Regions from separate parts of the Mus musculus genome. Here region 1 is linked to region 2. Evidence: chromatin contacts called from public HiCAR-type data. All regions are on one chromosome and are shown on one strand. The core of a region is the stretch at or near the end of the contact, and the rest is flanking DNA. Distances in the headings are between cores, read along the strand shown. Region 1 overlaps Fars2 (phenylalanine-tRNA synthetase 2 (mitochondrial)). Region 2 overlaps Fars2 (phenylalanine-tRNA synthetase 2 (mitochondrial)).

Region 1 (5,629 bases), core at 907-3,406, 160 kb before region 2:
GTGCAGACCTGTGCTTGCTGCTCCAGTCTCTGAGTTCTTATGAGCTTTGCTCAGTTGATTGAAAGGTACTTGTTCTCCTGGCATTTACCTAGTCACCTTTTACATATTTTTGCATATCAGTTGTGTGCCACATATAGTAAGCATAAAGACTTAGATGAGACATGGCTCTGTTCTCTGGAGACTACAACTTTAGTTGGGACAGAGCCCTGTGAATATGTGATTTTCCAAAGCATAATATCTGCATTGGTTAGTGGTTTATACTGCCTGTTGCATATCAAGTAATTGGTTGTGATTGATTGATATTGAGTGGAAGAACCTAAATATAACTTGGCTGGTGATCAAACTACCTACGTCCAATTTTGGCCACTGAATACTTCTTGTGTACTAATGCATAATGCCCAAACTTGGGTGCATATATCATTAATCTGTTGTGTTTGATTTTCATAAATTTATACTTTGTCTCACTCTACTGGGGATTTCAAGTGGCTAATAAAAGAAAATATATAATAAAATGCTTGATGATAAAGAATACACTTAAGGGAGTGTTTCTGACATTTTACTGGAGCCAACTCACTTCTGTCTCATCACTTTCATAGGTCATGAGCCATATGAGCTTGTAAAGTCACCTGAACGGGTACCCTTAGAAGTGGCTCTTAAAGACAGCTCAGTCTCTTCTTCTCCTTTATTCGCCTGGCAGAAGACCCAGGCTTGGTGCTCTTGTGGCTGATGAGGTGATACCCAACAGGTAGTCTCTTTCAACAGACTCAATTCTTGGGCATTCATAGATGCTTGGGTGACCAAGGAAGGTGTTAACTTCTTGAGTGGTAACTGTAATACTATGTTGTCAGCCTTGAATATAATATGTGGGGTCAACGTTAGTAATGCTGAGGGCAGGGAGAAAAGTAATAGAAACTGTAAACCTCGAAGCCTACCAAAGAATCAGCAGGGTCTCTCTCCAGCCAAAGTTAAGTGCAAGCTGCCTACTATTAACTGTAACAACATGATGAAGACAGCTAAAATTCTCTTACACTGAACTCTTAAGAATTTTTTCACAGAAGGTTTTACAGAGGCTTTCAAGGCTGTGGTAGACAAGATCCTGACAAAGTTTACTAATGTCCCTGTAGTAACTAACTGGTTTTCTTTTGTACAGGATCTGTTGATGGAAGCCAAGGTACACAGTGTTCAAGAACCATCAGTGAAGTCCACTTTACCAAAGATCTCATTACTACAGCTAGTTTGATGTTGATAAATGACTTGTGATTTCTTTCCAGCCCAGCATTCCCCTGTCTTTTAAGGTAGAAGATTAAGCATCTGCTTGGATTTGTAGCAACAGTGTAAGGTATCTTATTAGACTAGAACCTCCTTGAACATTCTATGTAGAATCACCATCACTACCATTGGAAACTTGAAACCCCAAGATGTGTAGCCTGTTAAAATTTATACACTTATGAAAACAAAAGCCAGGATTACATTTAGAGATGCCTTCAAAGCCATGCATTTAGGGCTTGGATGTCCACAAATGGAGAAAAACAAGAAGTGATCCGTCTGAATGAAGCCATGACAACTACGTAGTGAACGTCAGTGGCCTGAGCTAATGCATCTCAGTGATCCCGTTTACTCTGTGTCTTTAGTTGTTTGCACTGCCGGTGGGCCAGCCCTTCTGTACAACACCAAAACTGTTCTGGGTATCCCCAAGCTTCCGACGGCCACCAAACAGTACAGTTTCATCTATGTTCCATCCAGTACTACAAGAGTGAATGAAAACAAATTAAATATTTGCTTATGTGGTTGCTTAGAAAACTGAATATGAAACAGAAGACAAAGCTTGCATCATGAAAGCAAGTCATCACTGGTGAGAAGTGAAACTCTGCACGACAGGAGCTTCGAACGCTCCGATCATCCCTAGGGGAAAAAGGTAAATTTACACATCTCTCATCTGTTTTCTGAGCCATTTATTGTCAGAGTGCAGAGACTACTGAAGGGGCTGGGCAGAGGAACAGTAAGGAGAAGTGCTCTGATGGTGGGCATTAAAGGAATTCTGGCTGCCAAACATCACGTGGGAGAGAGTGGAAATCCCCCGCAGCTCAGGCAAGCCCCATAACCAGACATATTCCACATCAAAGCATTTCTCGTGCTCCATGAGCCTGTAAGCAGCAGCCAAAATATCTTCAGAGAAAATGGCTTCTGTCTTCCCCAACCAAGTAATATTAGGTGCATTTCCACCCTACACACACTGCCAAAGAGAAGGATGGCCAAGTGCTGCTGGCGGCCCCACCCGTGAATGGCTGATGTGGACAGACCGTTCTAGGAGATTGTCTTGCTCTGATATTTTGTTATTCTGTGAATTTTAGCTGCTGGCTCCATATTTGATATTTTATAGGATTTTCTTTTCTTAATGTCAAATGAAACGTCCTTTTCATTTTAAAGTTTGATTTGATTAGATATGATCTTAATCTTCCTCTACTCACTTTGTCTCTCTCAAGTGCACATGCCTGGTCCACAGGAACCACAGTCTAAGGACTGACTTGCTGCTGGTCCTTGCAGCTGGCAGGCTTCCTGGCACTTCAAGGACTGTCCAGGAGAGAAGTCAATCCTGTCCCTGTGCAGCCAAGCTGCTGACTTGGCTGACGTGAACTCACAGGGTGTTTAGGTAGTGCCGTTTCAACTCACAGTGCACTTGGGGAGGTGCAGCGGTCCTTGATGACAAAGTGTCTACTCAGTTACATTCTCTGCTCTGTGTAAACTGTGAAGCAGACACACAAAGGAAGACTAATGACTTAATTGTGCCCCTTTTCAGTTAGGAGCAAGTTTAAGAGGTCTTTGTACCACCCAATTCAGACCATTGTACACAGGAGGACTCCAGAGTGTTTTAGGGTTAGCTGAATGCAATCAATCAAACTCATAGCCTTTTAAATAAGTACAGCACTCTAGAGGGAGTCCATGAGCCTGCCATCCCTTCTTCCCAACTCTACCATGGAGCACTATGCATTTCCCCATATTCGTCAACACCCTAGCACCCCTCTCCAAAATTCGAAGGACATAACTATACCAGTACCTAACCTTGAAAAAGAGAAGACTCCATAGAGGGAGGAGACAAGCAAGCTCCTACCTGCAGGCTACTGCCTGGCTTTTCATTTATTCCTTCTGAGTTCTATCAGAGCATTGTATGAAGGAAAAAGGAAGGAAGGAAGAAGGGAAAGAAGGAAGGAAGGGAGGAAGGAAGGAAGGAAGGAAGGAAGGAAGGAAGGAAGGAAGGCAGGCAGGCAGGCAGGCAGGCAGGCAGGCAGGCAATACTTTGAGTTAAACCTCAGAAAGAATACTTAAAAGAATGACAAAAACACATAGTCATTATTTTTCTGAGTAGCTTCAAGAATTTTCTCTTTTGGCTTGTGAACATGGTATTGTGGTTGTGGCTCAGATTTCCTAGTGAGGAGAAAATGAATTCAGTGGACTGACTTCTGAGGAGCAATCAAGCACCTCAGCCGCACATACTCATGTCTCTGTAGCTCTGTAGCTCCTGTCAAAGCCCTCAGGGAGGTGTGGACTGAATCTCTAAGAAACCAAGTGGTATCACAGCCCCTGGGCCAGCCCTGTTAGCATTCGAGCAGTGCGCACCAGAGTGAGATGGACCACAGTTGAGATGTCAGCCCAGAAGCCTCTAAGTACCCAGTGCACTTCATCTGCCCATCTGCTGTTCTGAGCTGAGGCTCCAGATGATCAGATGATCAAACTGAAAGGAGACTCTGAGGGAAGCCATAAGCATCCTAACCAGCTGAGAACGGGGTGGGCACACTCAGGCAATAGCCCATGACTTTGCTTATGTGTCAAGAGGTCTTGCTTTCTCACACAGAACTTGCTACGTTTTCTCCAAAGTTGAAAGGAAGGAACTTTTTGTAATTTTATTATTCCAGTCCCGGAAGCCTCCAGCACACTCCTCTTTCATCACGTATTGTCTCTTTAAATAAACCAACAAATGTTTCACAGTGTAAGAAAAGAAACAGGAAATAACACATGACGGGACTAAACAAAAACAAACGAGAGAAATCATTGCGACATGGCACTCTTTTGTGGGGCAGGTGTCCCGGAGCCACCACAGAGCAGACCCATGTAGATCTGCAGAGAGCACAACCATGCATCTCTCATGTATACTGATGCAGTGCCTGTTCTGACGAAGCTCGCTGGTGCCCAGAGGGCAAACATGACTGAGGTGAGGGTTCCATCCATCTCATGACTGAGAACCAAGCGCAATCCACTGTCCACTCATTCATACTTAGTCATGGCTTCTAGGCCACTCTGTGCTGCTGACAAGATGCTCTGATGAATCAATAGGCAGATTCAGCACTGAGATAGAAATCTGCAGGGAACTGTTGGAACAAGAGGGAGCATCCGTACTTCCCAGGCATGGGAGTGTAAAGGAAGCCCTTACTCCTGACCTGCCCCTGGCCCCTAGGACAGCCTTGGCTGCTAGGAGGACATTTCCTCTATGGGACAGAAGGAAGGGTCCACTAGATTATCAGCCACTCAGATGGTCTCTGATCCAACCCCCTTTCTGTTCTTCCTATGTAATCGATTTCCACTTACAACATAAAATTAGCATAGAGATGAAAAGTATTCCAGAGAACTCAAGAGTGAACTGACATAGGAGACATAGAAAGTTTTCCATTTCTAAAATGAAACAAAACAAAACAAACAAACAAATCCTTTTCTTTGAAACTCCACATCTGCCACTTATTTTGTGTTGAGTTCTCAGTGAAGTTGTCAACAAACAGCTACACTGGGAAGGATGAAGAGGAGGACTGGGGTGGGGTTGGAGGAGGGATGAAGGGATGAGGGCAATGGGATGAAGTAGGATGACTAAGAGGAAAGGAGGGGCAAGGGCAGAGGAGGAGGGGTTGGGGAGGAAGGAGCTGAGGAGGCCAGATGGGGAGGGTGAGGAAGAGAGTCAGGGAGGAAGGAGCTGAGAAGGATGGATGGGGGGTGAGGAAGAGGAGTCAGGGGAGGAGGGAGCTAAGGAGGATGGATAGGGAAGGGTGAGGAGGTAGAGAAGGATGCTAGAGGGGAATAGAAAATGGGTACAAAGGAGGAGGGCTGGGGTGGGGAGTGAAGGCAGAGTAGGGCTGAGGGAAAAAAGAAGGGATGTGGTGGAGGAGGAGGAAGGAAGGAAGGAAGGAAGGAAGGAAGGAAGGAAGGAGGAGTGGGTGATACAGGGGGAGGGGGAGAGGAAGGAGGAACGGACAGAGGAGAAGGGCCTATGTGGAAAGCCAGTTTGGGATGAAAGAGGAAGGGATGAGGGGAGGTAAGGATGAGGCTACAGAACAGGGCTGGAGGGGAGGAGTGGCAGTAGAGGAAGCCGGATATAGGGGGAGGAGGGCTGGGCAGAACAGGGAGGCCAAGAGGAGGAAGGACGGGGAGAGGAGGGCTTCAGGGAGGGGAGGGGTAAGAAGGGCTGAGGAGGGCAGGGATGAGGGAAGCTGGACTGACAAGGACTGAGAGACTTATGGGGAGTTGCCAAAGAGGGAGGGAGCTCTAGAGGGCAGAGAGGGATGGGGGCTCAGGATAGGAAATATGGGCTGTGACAGGTCCATCTACAGCGGATAGTGAAGTGCTCACTGGCATGCACATGGTGGAG
Region 2 (5,180 bases), core at 1,230-3,729:
AGAACGACGGGTGAAAGTAATCCTTCATTTGAACCACCCTCTCCCCAGATGTGTCAGACTGACTACAAAGACTGCCATCTCAGCATCTTAGCATATTAAGGGAGGTCTTCCAATCAGAATGATCTGAAATGACAATGGGTACTAGGGGGTGGCAGCAAAAAAATGAGAATATGCAAATTCATGGTTTATATCCCAGGTGGGAAGCAGTACACCTGCTGCAGGCTTCCTTCATCATGCTACTCAGAAAAATGGAAAGGAAAACTTATGGCAAGGATATGTAATTCATGACCACAGTTTCTACTACCTCCTCTTCATGTCAGAGGACAGAATCATTTGTTAGCAGACTCTCTTTTTACCACAAAAAAAAAAAAAGTTTAAAATGCTGAGATCCATCTTCAAAGATGATTCAAATGAAAAAGTAACACTAATTCAAGTCTTCTTGAAGCAGGTGAAATATTAAATCTGGGCTTTTGCTAATGACAATTCAATTCAAGGAAGATGCTGACAGACTCTAAGACGGGGGCTAGGCAGACACATAATGCTCTGGGGCCCCGCCCCACGTCTGTCATTTGTATTTTGGTACTTCAATTGTCTCATCTGTAAAAGAGCCTTTGAGGGGCCAATACAGAATGACCTCATTTCTATATAAGCCTGTTCTCTTCTTACTCAGTCCCTGGATTTGGGTTGAGAGTTGAGGTCTGACATACAAGGACACTGAAACATCAAGAGTGTCTCTGTGTGTGAAAATGCACATGTCTGTGTAGCTGCTACAGTGGGGGAGGTGGGGCCTCACAATGGACTGAAAAGGGCCTTCTCCTGGTCCCCATTCTTCCAAGCATCACACTCTTCCCTTCTCTTAAGGAGTAGAGTAGCCTCAGGTAGCTAAAGCAGCATGGCTAGTTGATGTCTCCTGAGACATGCAGTTATGGCTGTGTGAGTTTTGCTTACATTCTTTTGAGTTGTTATTTACCCTCAAAAAATCAGGTTGGAATGTAGCTAAAATTATGGTTCAAACCATAGTGATTCTCTTTTAACTATTCTGCAAAAAAAGTTTACATACATACATATATATACTACTCATACTAAGACGGCTCACAATGACATCAACAGTGAGGTAAGTAGTACAAGCTCCCTGCATATATATATATATATATTTACCCAAACTAAGTCCATGCGGAGGGTGTCGGCAACTGAGTTGTATGCATATTCTTTATAAGAGGCTATAATATCTATTGATATATCATCACAAGTAAGAACTGACAAATAGTGATAGAATTTAAAACATAAACAACTATGTATTATAAACTACTTTATCCTGCTGAAAGCCAAAGAAAGATGAATATCTGCAGATATACTTGAGAAAAAACCCTGCAGATACTCTTGAGAAAAAGAAAAAAACAAACAACAAAACAACAAAAAACAAACCTCTGCACCTGGCCTAATATTAGGACACAGAAGGAAGTGGAACTCACTTCTGGCTCCAGACTCCTCAAATATTCTAGGTCATACCGTATCCTCACTCGTGGTGGGATTTGGAATAAGGTCCAACAGGTTTTTAATAGAACAAATAAAAAAAATAAATAACTATGACAGCAAGAAAGGGGAAGGCAAACCTAGCACAGTCCAGACAACATGCTATGTAGGTCTAGGCCCAGTGAGGGTCCTCAAACAATGGAATAAAGGAAAGACTTGCATCCAGAAGAAAAATCAATCCAAATGTCCATGCCTTTCACCTGACTCAGGGCTGTGCATGATGATGCATCCTAGCCAGGAGGCAAACTAAAAGAGGTTCACCAAAGATATAATTCTACTGTATGAAATTTCATACAAGTGCTTTAGTAATTTCAAACAGTACCAATGGATGCTAAAAGCTATGACTTGAAGGTTTTTACAGTTTAAAAAAAACATAGGAATCCTCTAATACGTTTGCCTTAAAGTATATATGGACTCCTGTCTTACCCATAGACCTTAGCACCCTCAACTGGGCTCAGAGGGGAAAGGGGGTAATTCCAGGAAGGCACACCACAGTCTTCAAACAGAAATGAACAAGCTGGTGCTTGGTCCCTCACACTACTCATACTAAGACGGCTCACAATGACATCAACAGTGAGGTAAGTAGTACAAGCTCCCTGCATGCGCTATGTTACCTCCAAGCAGAACCATTTTCATGGCAGAGGGCTGGTTGCAAGATGAGCTGCTCAGTCAGCCTGAGAGCAGCATGGCGGTGCAAGCATTGGTTTCTCACCTGGGTCTGGGCAGAGCACTGAGAGCACAAGCAAGGCGTATAAGATAGCCACCTCCAACTAGGGGCTAGGAGACAGAGCACTCGGATTTGACTCCTGCGTTTGCCACTACTTAAAGATTTAGTGTTCTCTCTTAGAAGGAACAGGGGCAGTACTCAGGCATGAACCGAGCAGCTTGTGCACTCTATGTGAGTGGTCTACTTCTAAACCACTTACCCAGCCCCAGTTCTTAAGGACTCATAACCTTTGTGTCTAACCACCCTACACAGGAAGGGAAATGTCATTGCTCATTCTCCAACTGAGCTGTCAGGCTTTTATCAGTGAAACAAAAGTCCATAAAAGTCCCAGTAAAATGTTATATTCATCTAGAAAGTTCTTTCTGAGCCTAACACTCTAGAAGTCTACCTAGACAGGCTAAGCAATGTCCGACCACAGGAGTAGGTGATGAAATTATCAGAATGCCCTGTTGTACACACAGTCTTTGGGGTCCAATGTCTGAAAGCTCTCCTGTGCCAGGTCACCATCGATATGGAACTTTTCATGTGTTAATCACAGTCTAAGTATTTGAATTAACTTATTCATTTAAACCTTAAAAATACCAACTAAAATTAAATACAATAAAAATTAATTGCAATATTTAGTAAATGGAAACTTAGGTTAATTAATATTATCAAGGTCACCCTCCTGAAAGAGTTGAAACTCTGGCATGCTGACTTAGGAGCCCATATTCCTAATCACTTTACTTTATGTCTTGAAGATGCTACAACAAGACAAGTGATATATTTTCATTGATCATGCAAGTAAGTCACGTTTCAGTCAAGTGAGGAGTACCAGGAAGGGAATGAAATGGGTGCTGGTATAGTGGGTGTCTGAATCTGGTCAAGTCAGAAGCTCAAAAACTGGTTCCTGGGACATATTCTCAGGAATGGCAGTCCTTGTGAAAACCAAGTCCAGAGAGGCCTCTATGTTTCACTTGTTTCTAGTACTGTAGATTGAACACTGGGCCTTCTGGATGGTATATAAGCTCTCTGCCACTGAGCTATGTCCCCAGGTCACCTACTGCTTTATTTTGCACAGGTTGTACTAAATTGCACAACATAACTTGAACAACCCTGTAGTCCAGGCAGACACTAGGTTTACAATTCTCCTGCCTCCATTCTCCAAGTAGTTAGGATTACAGATCTGTGCCACCTGCCTCAACCTCAATTGCTTATTTTAATTATGAAATCATATACTAAGTATTGGGAAGGCATATACTATCAAGGTTTAGATATACGAACTGTCCTGGACATGGTTCATATGCAATATCGTCAGACATAAGCATCAGAACACTGGTTGCCAGCCCTAATTATAATGAAGGGCTTTTTTTTTTTTCCTGGTGTCTTCACTCCTATATTTTCAGCAAACCCTAAAGATTTAATGCAAAGATCTAGCTCTCTACACTGATAATACTAAGTGACACTTAATATTCTACATTTTGAAATTGTACTTTCTTCTTCAGGAAGCAGATGCTCTTCTTCCTGCATCCCCCATTCCTCTCTAACACTCTTGGTGACAGTCCCTGCTCTGGCTGAGGACATCCCTTTTGCTCAGCCTTTCACTCATGCATCTGCCAACTCCAGTGAGTATGTTCTCACTGCTTCGTCATAACTTCTCTGCACCTGCAGCTGCTCTTCACCATCCATCTGCGGTGGACCTGCATGGCATTTTATAAAAGATTCTATTCACCTCCCCAATTCTCTTCATTCATTTATTTAGACATACATACATCAATTAAATTTTTATTAGTCAGTCATTGATATCTTCATATTGACTAGGACTTATCGATTGGATAGTCAACAAGACAGACGAGATCTAGCCCAAATAAAACTTAGATTCCAGTAAGAGTGACAGTAAGTAGTACAACAAGATAACCTATAGGTTGCTAATCTCATGAAGAACATAAAGCAGGCAATACCAAGAAAATGCTTTCTGCTCAAACAACAGGGTATCTGACAAAGAGCCTTGAGATGGAAGCAATCCCTCTTACCCTTTGCAGTTCTTCTAGGGCCACCTTCTCCCAGGTTCTGGCTTTAACTAGGCAACAGACTCAACACAGGTCTTGTTTGCTTCAACTCACAAAAAAATAAAAGAACAAATATCCTGCCCAGTGACTTTCTCCAAAGTAAGGAAATTTTCCCCAGAAGTCCCTGGTTGACAACCTCTTATCTCTCATTGGTCCAGTTGTGGGTCATTAAGTGACTTAACTAGTCAATGGTAACTTAACTAGTCACTTAACTAGTAACTTAACTAGTCACTTAACTAGTAACTTAACTAGTCACTGGTAAAAGGGAAGTTACTCTAGTTCCACCTGACCCATTAGAATCTCCCCTGTATGAGAGAAAGGAACACCATCGCCCAAACACCAAAGGGAAATTATAAAACAAAACTGGGGAACTATGAAATCAAGATATCTGGGGCAATGAAAGATTCTCTCTGACCTGAACAAAGAGAGAGAAAGGTGTCTCTGCTAAGCCCCATAAGAGTGTTGTGTTATCCACATGGGGAGAAACAAGATCAGTCACTTGGGACCCAGAAAAGAATAAAGGAAGATGAACAGAAAAGTCAGAAACGAACTGTGTGGGCCCCAAGTGCCAGTAGCTTTCTGGAAGCCCATGCTTCATGACATAGCCATTCCTATGTCATTTTACTGTGATCCAATTCATTGCCCATAGATGAAAGTCCAGACTGCTTGAGGCCATAATATTCCTCCTTATCTGGATCCACACTATGCTTGCACGTGTTCAACTCTTGTTCCCCTTAACTCATGGTTGAACATACCACACCACATTCTTGTACTACTCATGCCCAGTGTCCATTTCTCTTCCATCCTGGTCAACCAGTTCAAACCATGTAAGGAAATGGTGAAAAATCTAGTCTTTTGGCCATTGCTATCAG

The links. HiCAR-type assays count read pairs that join an accessible place to other places.
Region 1: a HiCAR-type map of Th17 cells shows a contact between it and region 2, with 3 times the contacts expected there. The contact joins two enhancer-like sites. A contact is called at or near these places in 1 of 15 datasets of contacts at CTCF or cohesin (the NIH/3T3 cell line), 3 of 484 Hi-C or Micro-C datasets (Th1 cells, liver and neural progenitor cells), 1 of 115 datasets of contacts at active chromatin or transcription factors (Th17 cells) and 1 of 9 other capture datasets (embryonic stem cells).

The regions. Positions count from the first base shown.
Region 1 is chr13:36,445,113-36,450,741 of GRCm38.p6, reverse strand. The region is part of intron 6 of Fars2 (phenylalanine-tRNA synthetase 2 (mitochondrial)); the gene reads right to left. Among named protein-coding and RNA genes, the nearest start is that of Gm46409, 160 kb to the left of the region's middle. Within about 2 kb of position 2,156, at least 22 of the 459 cell types and tissues checked have an H3K27ac peak or open chromatin away from gene starts, as enhancers often do. A contact at or near this core is called in Th17 cells, where this site is marked.
Region 2 is chr13:36,285,245-36,290,424 of GRCm38.p6, reverse strand. The region is part of intron 4 of Fars2 (phenylalanine-tRNA synthetase 2 (mitochondrial)); the gene reads right to left. Among named protein-coding and RNA genes, the nearest start is that of Gm40912, 80 kb to the right of the region's middle. Within about 2 kb of position 2,479, at least 7 of the 459 cell types and tissues checked have an H3K27ac peak or open chromatin away from gene starts, as enhancers often do. A contact at or near this core is called in Th17 cells, where this site is marked.